Regions from separate parts of the Macaca mulatta genome. Here region 1 is linked to region 2. A link is a contact called in public Hi-C data. All regions are on one chromosome and are shown on one strand. Each heading gives the region's core, a stretch centred on a gene start, on an enhancer-like site or on the middle of the called end of the contact. The rest is flanking DNA. Distances are from core to core; before and after follow the strand shown.

Region 1 (6,155 bases), core at 184-2,683, 110 kb before region 2:
TGACTTCTTGTTGCAAGGCTGGTTTTTGAAAATTCGACACTTACTATCCAATTTTTTTGCGACGTCAGCACCTCGGGCTCAGGGGGGAGGGGGTAAAATTTTGGAGGAAAAAAAATAAAACAACCAACCAGGACCCAAAACTCAATTATTTAGGGGGCCTCATTGGATCAAAAAGTCTTTTAAAAAATAAAGGCCAACTCAGTATTCATTTCCCCCCCCACCCAACTCCATTTAGGGAGGGGGGTCGCAGAAAAAAGTTCTGAGTGGATTCAAAAAAGTAAACGCTGGATGAGTGAATTTGGGTGGTTTGGGAAGGGAGGGTGGTTGATTATTTTTCAAGTTATGTGGTGACGGTCCTTCGGCCACAGATTTCAAGTCCCAAGCAGCGTGGGCTGGTGGGGTGGGCAAGATAGGTGGGAAGGGGCAGAAGACACAAGTGGTTGGGCTGGTGGCTGCTGTTTTCCCTTTCCCCCCTCTCTCAGGATCCTTTCAAGGGCTTAGATGTTGCTGCGGCTTGTTTCTGTTTTCCTCGTGGTCGGCCTGTCTTTCTCCGAGAAAATTCAAACCTGGGATAAAAGGAACACAAGGGAGAAAGATGTAATCAGTACGGGTTGCTTCAAAACACCCAGAAATGCCATCTTTGCTGTCCCCAAACAAACCTCTGTGTCCCATCCTGATCGCAGCCGCTTTAAGCCGTGGCTCTCAAATGAACCCATCCCTACCCCGCTTCCCAGATCCAACGCTCTCCGCAAAATTTTACCCACTAAACAACAAGGTAGGTAAACTTACCTCTAAACGAACCCCAGAATGGCGGCCGCCCGCTCGGGTGGAGTCTTTTATACCCGGACGCCGCCCAACGCGCCCAAACGTGCTAGTGAAACGCCCTTGTCGCGAGACATTATACGCGAGGCGTGAACTCATTGGTCAACCTAAACGACAATTCGCCAGCTGATTGGCTAGTCTCACTTCACCTTTGCTCCGCCCCTTCCCCGGCACTCTCTTCCGCCTCCTTTCTGCCTCCCTGTTGCGTGCGCGTGACCAGAGAGCCCAGCACCTCCCTTTCCTCTGCTTCCGCCACTTCCGCCCTGGAGAACATTTCTCACCCAGGGTTGGTAGAAACGTGCCGGAGCATGCGCACTGAGAGGATCTCGATAAAAATCGCCTTCAAAATTGCTTAAAAGGCAAACTCTAACAAAGAGATCTAAGAGTCGTAGTGACTAGCCAAGAAAAAATGCAATTTTGAGGTCTAATTCGATTGTGACGCAGTTGAAATTAGCTTCTCCGCCCATGCCTTCCCTTTCACGCTTCCGTCCTGACGCAAACGTGCGGCCGCCTTCCGCACTGCGGGCTTGTCCTTGGCCCTGCCCTAGTCAGTTTCCTGAAGCATGCGCAGTTGCCTTTCCTTCCATTCCTGTGCTGGGCGTACGTCAAGATGGCGGCGTCCGTATTAAACACCCTGCTGAGGCGGCTTCCTATGCTTTCTCTCTTCCGAGGTGCCCACAGAGTTCAGGTAACTTCTCGAAGGACATTTTGCACAACCCCAAGTTGGTTATACCTTCTCTAGGTCGTCGCTCCGCTGTCAGGAATCCACGAGTGGAGACCTTCCCACGTGTTTATATCTTAGCTGTCTAGGCAGTACTTCCAGCAACCCCCTCCCATACACCGCGCGTTTTCTAATCCCGAGCCGAGGACTAAGCCCCAGGGTTAGGTGTCATCCTTCTTCCAAAATGCCATCTCAGTAAAATAATTAAGTGATAGAATTGACCCCCGTCCACCCTCAGTTATGCATAACCAGCTTTTTGAAAATTATTTAAATAAGGGGCTATGCTAATGTTGTATCGTTGCAATTTTAGCGTAACATATGTGCTCCCCAAGCGAGCGCCACAACCAGCTCTTAACTGTGCAGGTCATGTCTAAATCTGTGTTGCTCAGGAATGTCCTTAGGGAAATTAGGGATCCTAATTTCTACCCACCTTGCTATTTCCCAGTAAGGTCAGGATCTATTCTTACGACCTGAGGACAGTTTCTCAGCTCTCTTTATTAAATCAGTTTCTTATCAGAGTTATGAGAGCTTAACTCCGTCCTTTGAATTGAGGTTTCCCTCCAGTCTTGTGTACTCACCTCTCTGGAGGTTCTTGGTGGGGCACGGTGAGATAGAAAGGCTTGCCCAGCTGCCACTCCCTAAAGTGGGACTGAAGAGTGGTGACAGAGGTCAACACAGACTTAATAACAGCCTTGGTAGCTTTAAAACTAGCGTTAGGACTCAAGTTTGTTCTGCCCTGTAGATTGTTGACCTTCAGCTTTTATGAAAATGGGCAACTCAGTGACTTCATTGGATTGATTTGGAGACTCACCTGTCTTCAGCATCCCCTCCCCACCACACATCTTGGTTCCGAGAACCTAGATATCCTTCCTCTTTATTCTTCCACCAGAATCAGTTCATTTCCAAAAAGCAGGACTACCTTTTATGTACTAGATTTTTTTTTTCTTTTTTCTTTAGATGGAGTCTCACTCTGTTGCCAGGCTGGAGTGCAGTGGTGCGATCTTGGCTCACTGCAATCTCTGCCTCCCAGGTTCAAGCGATTCTCCTGCCTCAGCCTCCTGAGTAGCTGGGACTACAGGCACATGCCACCACGCCCAGCTAATTTTTTGTATTTTTGGTAGAGATGAGGTTTCACCATGTTGGCCAGGATGATCTTGATCTCTTGACCTCATGATCCGCCCGCCTCAGCCTCCCAAAGTGCTGGGATTACAGACGTGAGCCACTGCGCTGGGCCTTGTACTAGACTTTTTAATTGTCTTCTGAAATAAGATTGTTTTTCAGCATATATCCGCTAACTTAGCTTTTCTTTCAGGATCCAGTTGTAGAAAAGGAGCGTTGTTGTTGATTTATGTCAGTTTAAACCCAACAAAAATACTTAACTTACATATGTATTCCTGTTATATTCCATTAATGCAATATGTATGCATTCCCCCTCTTTCCAAAATGTGATAAGCAAACCATTGAGTTCTTTCCTTGAACTCATTATTTTATTTTTTTCTGCTCCTTTATAGGTTCCCCTCCAGACTCTTTGCACCAAACCTCCCTCTGAGGAAGATTCTTTGTCCCCAGTTCCCATTTCTCCTTATAAGGATGAACCCTGGAAATATCTGGAATCAGAAGGTACCTCTAAATGGGGAAAGGGAGGGTCAGATAGGATTTAAGATAAGTGGATAGAGCCACCCACTACACTCCCACCCAGGAATAACTTGTATGATCTTTCATTTCAGAATACCAGGAGCGATATGGTTCTCGCCCTGTCTGGGCTGACTACCGCCGCAACCACAAGGGTGGTGTACCCCCACAGCGGACTCGGAAAACATGTATTGTGAGTTTCTGAGAGTGGGATGTGGAGTAGGGGTAGAGGCCACAAGTAACAGTAACAGCAGCACTTTTTCTGATGGGTTTGAACATCCTTAACTGCTGGTTTTTTCTCTCTACAGCGTGGGAATAAAGTTGCTGGGAATCCCTGCCCCATCTGCCGAGATCACAAGTTGCATGTTGACTTTAGGGTAAGGAGAGTCTTTTCTTTTTATGGTAAGAAAAATAAAGATTAGGAGCCCCTTTGCAGTGCCAAAGAGATTACTGTAGGTGCCCCACACTTCGTATATCCTGGAGGCCCTACAGTTTATTTTGTAGTAACTGTTTCTGGCATTATAAAAACATTTCTCTCTCCAGTCTTTTACCTTCTACTATGGATTGTACTGCAAGTTTTATCCTATGCCTATGAAATTTACAGTCTAAACTGGCAGGTAAGAGAAATGACTATTTCTTTTGAGACTGAGTCTCACTCTGTTGCCAAGGCTGGAGTGCACTGTCGCGATCTCAGCTCACTGCAACCTCCGCCTTCCGGGTTCAAGCGATTCTCCCACCTCAGCCTCCCAAGTAGCTGTAACTACAGGCGTGTGCCACCATGCCTGGCTACTTTTTGTATTTTTAGTAGAAACAGGGTTTCACCATATTGGCCAGGCTGGTCTCAAACTCCTGACCTCATGACCCGCCCGCCTCGGCCTCTCAAAATGCTGGGATTAGAGGTGTGAGCCACCATGCCCAGCCAGCAAAATGGCTATTTCTAGTGGGAGAGCAATATCCAAAGATTCGTTTGTATTCTTTACAGTTATTACAAAGTATATTGGCCCACTTTCTTCCTGAGGTTTTTTTATATTTCCTTGTCAATGTTCAGTGGCATGCTGGGACGTGAGGCCGGAGGGCAAGATAGAGTCTAGTATTTTTCAGAAAGCCTTCAATATGTGAGAAGGACAGGATTTGCTCCTTTAAAGAATTTGGAAACATATTGGCTGGGCGTGGTGGCTCATGCCTCTAATCCTAGCACTTTGGGAGGCCGAGGAGAGTGGTTCACCTGAGGTCAGGAGTTCGAGACCAGCCTGGCCAACATGGCAAAACCCTGCCTCTACTAAGAATACAAAAATTAGCCAGGCATAGTGGCAGGCGCCTATAATCCCAGCTACTTGGGAGGCTGAGGCAGGAGAATTGCTTGAACCAGAGAGGTGGAGGTTGCAGTGAGCTGAGATTGCACCACTGCACTCCAGCCTGGGCAAAAGAGCGAAACTCCTCAAAAAAAAAAAAAGCAAAACAAAAAAAACAAGAATTTGAAAACATTACATTAATAAAATAGGTAATAGGAAAGTGTTCTTCTGAGCTTGCAGCAAAAGTATTAGAGCAGAAGCTGTATGGCTGGTCATCAGGGAAGCAGTAGAGCATTTGGATAACAGTCAGAAAATGGGGGTATTTGACTGCAATAAGAACCCTTCTGACACAGGTTATTCAGGAGTCCCATAGATAATTCCCCAGTTTTGACTGCATATGATTAGTTATAAAAAGAGATTATGGCCAGGTGCGGTGGCTTATGCTTGTAATCCCTTGGGAGGCCAAGGTGGGTGGATCACTTGAGGTCAGGAGTTCGAGACCAGCCTGGCCAACATGGTGAAACCCCATCTCTACTAAAGATAACAAAAAAAATTAGCCAGGCGTGGTGGCGGGTGCCTGTAGTACCAGCTTCTTGGGAGGCTGAGGCAGGAGAATCACTGGAACCTGGGAGATGGAGGTTGCAGTGAACCAAGATTGTGCCATTGCACTCCAGCCTGAGCAACAGAGCAAGACTCTATCTCAAAAACAAAACAAAACAGAGATTATAGTTAATTATATAACTGAGAGAGAAATGTTACAAATTTAGTAGCACAGGTGATTCCGCTTGCATTCTACTCCACAGTGTATCTGCTTTTTTCTCAAGAGTCTCATTTCCTACAGTTAATTTGCTGAGTGAGGGTTGTTCTATGTAAACTGTAAAATTATTCTTACTATATAAATTATATTCAGTATGCTATTAAATACATTAGTTGTTTATACATACACATTACAATATCATTTTTTGGGTGATTTCTGGGATTTCCAATGACCAGTCCCAGTTTTTCACCTAAAGGCTGACTTTAGAACTTAACTTCTGCAGGCTGGGCATGGTGGCTCACACCTGTAATCGCAGCACTTTGGGAGGCCAAGGTGGGTGTATCACCAGGTCAGGAGTTCAAGGCCAGCTTGGCCAAGATGGTGAAACCCCGTCTCTACTAAAAATACAAAATAATTAGCCAGGTGTGGTGGCGGGCGCCTGTAACCGCAGCTACTCGGGAGGAGTAGCAGAGAATTGCCTGAACCCGGGAGGCGGAGGTTGTAGTGAGCTGAGATTGCGCCACTGCATCCCAGCCGGGGCAACACAGGGAGACTCCGTCTCAAAGAAAAGAAAAAAGAACTTAACCTGTGCATAAGAGATTTCTTTGGGAGCACAGTGACAGAATATGGGATGTGCAAGGATGGATTCAGTGAATTGATGAAGCCCAAATGGGACATGAAGGAAGATAGCACCTGGAGAGCTGTAGAGGGGTGAGAGGATAGCATCTGGAGAGCTGTAGAGGGGTGAGAGGATAGCATCTGGAGAGCTGTAGAGGGGTGAGAGGATAGCACCTGGAGAGCTGTAGAGGGGTGAGAGGATAGCATCTGGAGAGCTGTAGAGGGGTGAGAGGATAGCATCTGGAGAGCTGTAGAGGGGTGAGAGGATAGCATCTGGAGAGCTGTAGAGGGGTGAGAGGATAGCATCTGGAGA
Region 2 (5,743 bases), core at 2,611-5,110:
CTGGTGTATCCTGCCTGTTCCACAGTGGTCAATGGACTTGTGCTTACCCTAAGATCTCTCGCTACACTGTAACCATTACTTTCCATTTCTGCCTTCACACCTACCTCCAGGACTGGATTAGGGGAACTGTGTCTTTCCCCTGGGGTCCATCATATTCATTCAATGGTTATGGTATACCTAGAGCTGTTTCAAGTATTCGGCATACATCTGTGAACCAAACAGGAAATCAACCCTGCCCTCGGGAAGGCTCATCACCGAGCCTACTGATGAAGGAACAAATGAGATGAAAAGAAAATAGCATAAATGGAATTCACCTGAAAATATGCCACTCTAAAGGGAAACTGTTGACAGGTAGGGAAAGTAGGATGCCCCATGGACAAAGAGTCAACTCTGTCTTTATGACAGGCCAACTCAGCGGATGCCCACCACGCTTGGCTCCAATTCAAAGAGCCACCATCTTTGGTCCCCACCTCAGTGGGTTGCCTTGTGGCCCAACGTCTCCGTGTCTTCATACCTAAACTCGGAGCGGGGCGCCAGGTAAAGATGAGTATTATGGTCCGAGAAGCGAACTTCCAAGTCACCTTCGCCCAGTCGCACCCAAGACATGCCCCTCCCACCTTCTGGGGGAACCAAGATGGCTCCCGGGGAGCCGTGGGCGAGGCCCCTAGAACTCACCTACTTTGAGTCCCCGCGCGCGCCACCAGTAACGGTCGCGACCCGGGTGGAGCGAGTGCGTGTGCCGAAAAGAGCCGATTTGCTGATTGGCTGCTGCCGCTGTCTTTCACAGCTGCAGCCAGTCGAGCAGAGGCACACCCAAATCCCCACCCCCTCCTCCCCGCCCCCTTACAGCTCAAATGGGAGGTGTCTACCAGGCTGCTGAGATCAGTTAATAAGACGGTAATTGAAGGCCGCGGTGTGCCAACAGAATAATGCACGTCGATTGGGCAGCTCCAAGGGACAACCCACTACCGCTTGCCCGCCCACCACCCACTTCCCGCGCAGATTTCCAAACCGCGACCAGAGAGTCTGGCGCCAGCTGCCGGCGATGGATAGAGGGGCTCTGCCATAGACGTCCGACGTGTCCGGTACGGCCAGAGCGCCTTTCCTCGGTCCTCCCAGACATGGTGTCCGCTGACTCACGAGAAATGAAAGTGGGTTGCAGTCGTGGCTGGGGGCTGCAGTTTGGAGTCAGCCCGTAGGCGTGGCATTTCACTCCTTGTTGCAGTGGAATTTCATTTCCTTTTGATTTGGTTTGTAGTAGAAGTCATATTATTTCTTCCCGGGAATACATCTCTGACGGACATTTTGAGGTCATTTTCATAAATCCAAGATCCTAAAGATCTGTAGTCGAACAGAGAAAACTGGCTTGCACTCTGTCTTAAAGGCTGTCCCCACCTTTCGAGGGGCGAGGGAAGGATGATAAAATCATTTATTTTTATTTTTTAATTAATTAATTTATTTATTTTGAGATGGAGTTTAGCTCTTGTTGCCTAGGCTGGAGTGCAGTGCCGCGATCTCGACTCACAGCAACCGCCGCCTCCCGGGTTCAAGCGATTCTCCCTGCCTCAGCCTCCCAAGTAACTGGGGTTACAGGCATGCGCCACCACACCCAGCTAATTTGTATTTTTAGTAGAGACCGGGTTTCTCCATTTGGTCAGGCTGGTCTCGAACTCCTGACCTCAGGTGATCCGCCCGCCTGGGCCTCTCAAAGTGGTGGGATTACAGGCGAAAGCCACCGCGATCGGCCATTTATTTATTCTTTTTTGAGACGGAGTCTCGCTCTTGTTGTCCAGGCTGGAGTGCAATGGCGCGATCTCAGCTCACCGCAATCTCCACCTTCTGGGTTCAAGGAATTCTCCTGTCTCAGCCTCCCTAGTAGCTGATATTACAGGCATGCGCTACCACGACCGGCTAATTTTGTATTTTTAGTAGAGTCGGGGTTTCTCCATGTTGGTCAGGCTGGTCTAGAACTCCCAACCTCAGGTGATCCTCCCACCTGGGCTTCCCAATGTGCTGGGATTACAGGCGTGAGCCACCGCACCCGGCCCATTTTATTATCTCACAATAAGACATGAAGAAAATGGTAACTATAACACTTGCATAATTCATAAAGTCCTTTCTGTTGGTTATCTCAATTCTGTCCACAACAGTCAAATAAGCAGATTTTACAAACAAGGAGTTGAAGCCCTGCAAAGTAAAAGGATTTTCCTAGGATCCTACAGCTAATATAGAGACAAATTGAAACAAGTTATCTGATTGTGTATTTTGAGTTATTTCCACTCCCACAAAATGACTGTTTTCATTTCCCTAAAACATAGAGCATTATATTTTAAGTGGGAAGAGAGGGCTTACACAAGTTGATGTTCCCTTATTTAGAAGGCAACTTAGAAATACATTGATCTGCCCGCCGCGGTGGCTCACGCCTGTAATTCCAGCTCTTTGGGAGGCTAAGACGGGCGAATCACGAGGTCAGGGGATTGAGGCCATCCTGGCTAACATGGCGAAACCCTGTCTGTACCAAAAATACAATATATATATATATATAGATAGATATAGATATATATATATAGATATATAGATCTGTGTGTAATCGAATGTGAATGAACAATGATGTTGACTTGATACTACATTTCTGAGTGGCCAGACTGCAACATCCTGGAGGACAGGGAACTAATTATTAATCATTTTGTAACCATAGTTCCTAATTTGGTGGATACATAGTAACTATCAAATAAGTGAATAAATCTCTGGGAAGAAGCTGGTGGACTCTGTCTTGAGCCCATCCAATTTTCCCCCATCAATTTCCCCTCTCTCCTTTTTCAATACTGGGTATCTTGCAGAGTTGCAATGGCGGCCACCTGGTCAGTGAAATAAGCGAATTGAAAAACCACTGACTTCATTAACATGTCTAAAAAGGTAGGCTGAAAAAACTGAAAATCTATCAGGCATCTCATTCCATAGTTCCCTGTTTGACAAGAAGATCAAGGTGTCTTCAAAGTCTGCCCTAAGGCCCAGATCTCCTACGTGGATGGAGACTTCTAGTTTCACAAATCCCCGATGTCGGTTTCTCTAAACTATTTTATTCTTTGAACATACTCTCCAGACAACATCTCTATCCTGAAAAGCCCTTGCTGCAATTTTGTTTCTCTTTCAAAACAATGACTCGAAAATTTCCAAGGAAATAGCAAGAGGGCGATTCCCTTCTTGAAGTATTTGAGAGAGCAGAAGCTTACTTAAGTTCATGACTTGGGTCACCAAAGGCCAGAGGTAGCAGAGCACGGTGCCACACTCCTCCCCATTTTTCGCTGAGCTAAGCAATTCTGTCTTCCCTAGAGGTACTGCAGCTGGGAGCTTTTAGGGCGTACCTCACCACCCAACTTCTGGAACCCCAGACTTCTCAATCCCTGCATCCCCGAGAACTGCTCACTTTTTGTACAAAAACCTCAGGCACAGAGGAAAGGAATCTTGCGCAAGGTCGTTTTTCATTTACAAAACAAAAACCCAACAAAAACCAAACCGGTACCCACCCATTCGTCACTTCATTTTGCACCGTGAACAACAATAGGGGACTACAACTCCCAAAGAGGACTGCGCTCGTCCACTGGCTCAGAGGCCAATGGACGCCTGGTACATGACCGGCATCGACTAATCAGGGCCAGGCTCGATGAGGCTTTGTCTCCCGACCGCGCGCGGGGCCGATTCTCCCGCCTCCCAGCCCCGGCGCACGCGCGCCCCGCCCAGCCTGCCTTCCCTCCGCGCCCTCCCCTCTCCTTTCTCCCTCTCAGAACCTTCCTGCCGCCGCGTTCGCACCTCGCTGCTCCAGCGTCTGGGGCGCGTTCCAACCTTCCAGCCTGCGACCTGCAGAGAAAAAAAATTACTTATTTTCTTGCCCCATACATACCTTGAGGCGAGCAAAAAAAATTAATTTTAACCATGAGGGAAATCGTGCACATCCAGGCCGGTCAGTGTGGCAACCAGATCGGTGCCAAGGTAAGAATTTTACACCTCTTTTATTTCTTTTTAGAAGGAAAAATCCAGGTAAGTTATGAAAAAATGGTTGTGGGGCATTTGCACTCTCCATTCTTAATCAAGCTTTGCCCCTCCCAAGTTTGTTACATTTATATATATAATAACTAGCATTTGCTTTTGGAAAACTGGGAATCATTTTTCTTGGCAGGCACATTTTGGAGAAACTAGTAAAAGGGCTCTTCGGGTTTCGGGGGCGGGAAGACCAAGGACATATGTTACTTAAAAGGGCTTCTAACGGTCCAAGAACCGGGCAGGGAGAGAGATGCGGAAACAGTCGGAGACAAAGCGGGGCGAGGTTTTGCCCATGTGCATCCCGCCCAGCCCCCCCTGCGGGGTTCTTAGGGCCAAACGGGAGCGGGAAGGGGTGAGGCTGTCGGGCGGCTGCAGAGAGCTCCAGTGCAAAGGTCGGGGGGCGATGCGCCAGGGTGGGCTGCGCTGGGCGCTACCATTCACAAAAGATCAGGGACCCCAGCGCGCCCGCGACCCCGGAGGGCCGGTCCTGTAGTTGTTCCGGGGTGGAAGGAGAATAAGAACGGGATTAATTTTTCTTGCTTTCATGGCACCTAAGCGAGACCTCTTTAGGGCGTGAACTGATATGTCGAGAAAATGGGGGTGTGTGGTTTTCTTTAACGAGTCCTTCAGGACTTAATGGGAGAGAAAGAATGCTTTAAATCAAGGGGGAGAAATCTAGCAAAGGAATAAAATTCCGAGGCCAAGGGTTTTTTTTTTTTTTTTTTTTGCGCGCGGTTACAGTGTAGCGGGGGAGGGGCGGGAGGAAGTGCGGGTGCTACGTTGTAGCAGAAGGGCGGGGCCCTGCGGGGCGGGGCCAGGGCGCCGCTGGCGCGCGGGGACAATGCGGCGTTGCCCGCCGGGAGGGGCGCGCTACCCTGGGCCCCGCCCCTCGCGCGGAATTCTTGCCCCTGGCCCCGCCCACGTGCGAAGTCCTTTGTCGGCGGCTCGACCTGCGCGTGCGCCGCAGTCACGTGGAGGGTGGGGGGTGGTCGACTGCGGCAGCAGCTCTTCTAGTGCCCCGAGCCTTTTGTGCGCCGCGCGGTGGGGCGGTGCCCAGCTCGGGGGAAGAACAGCGGCGCTTATCCAAGTATGGTCGACCTCCATCCGCCCACCGAGCACTTGGGACCCGCTGCACATAATCCCGAGCCGGGAAAGCTGTGGCTTTCCCGGGGGAGCGAGTGTCTAGGGGAAGGGTGTGGCAGGCACACGGGATGCCAGGCCCTAGAACAACGGCCTGAGCGCGTGTGGGATTAAAATGGGAGATGTGGGGCTGAGGCGGGCTAATTGGGATCGCTCCCGCTCAGGGGTTTGAGACCATCCTGGGCAACAAAGCGAGACCCCTCCCCCCGGCCACATCTCTTCAAAAAAAAAAAAAAAAAAATTAACTGGGTGTGGTGGCGCGCGTCTGTGGTCCCAGCTATTCGAGAGGCTGAGATGGGAGGATCGGTTGAGCCTGGGAGTTTCAGGCTGTAGTGATCCGTGATTGCACCACTGCACTGCAGGCTGGGCAACAGAGGAAGACCCTGTCTTAAAAATTAAAAGAAGCTGGGCGCGGTGGCTCACGCCTGTAATCCCAGCACTTTAGGAGGCCGAGGTGGGCGGATCAAGAGATCTAGACCATCCTGGTCAACATGGTGAAACCCGTCTCTACTAAAAATACAAAAAATTAGCTGGGCGTGGTGGCGCGCGCCTGTAGTCCCAG

The links. A called contact is a pair of places that touch in the nucleus more often than the background predicts.
Region 1: a contact with region 2 is called in a Hi-C map of fetal cortex germinal zone, with 2.9 times the contacts expected there. The contact joins the promoter of MRPS18B here to the promoter of TUBB in region 2. A contact is called at or near these places in 4 of 14 Hi-C or Micro-C datasets (blood, fetal cortex germinal zone, fetal cortical plate and 1 more).

What each region holds. Positions count from the first base shown.
Region 1 is chr4:152,427,479-152,433,633 of T2T-MMU8v2.0, reverse strand. MRPS18B (mitochondrial ribosomal protein S18B) reads left to right here and starts at 1,433. Exons shown (of 7, transcript NM_001105165.1): 1 at 1,433-1,510; 2 at 3,055-3,163; 3 at 3,271-3,368; 4 at 3,484-3,552. The coding sequence starts at 1,433. It also overlaps a transcript of PPP1R10 not described here.
Region 2 is chr4:152,323,460-152,329,202 of T2T-MMU8v2.0, reverse strand. TUBB (tubulin beta class I) reads left to right here and starts at 3,860. Exons shown (of 4, transcript NM_001032813.1): 1 at 3,860-3,990. The coding sequence starts at 3,934. LOC144340508 (a long non-coding RNA gene) reads left to right here. Exons shown (of 2, transcript XR_013416691.1): 2 at 1-209.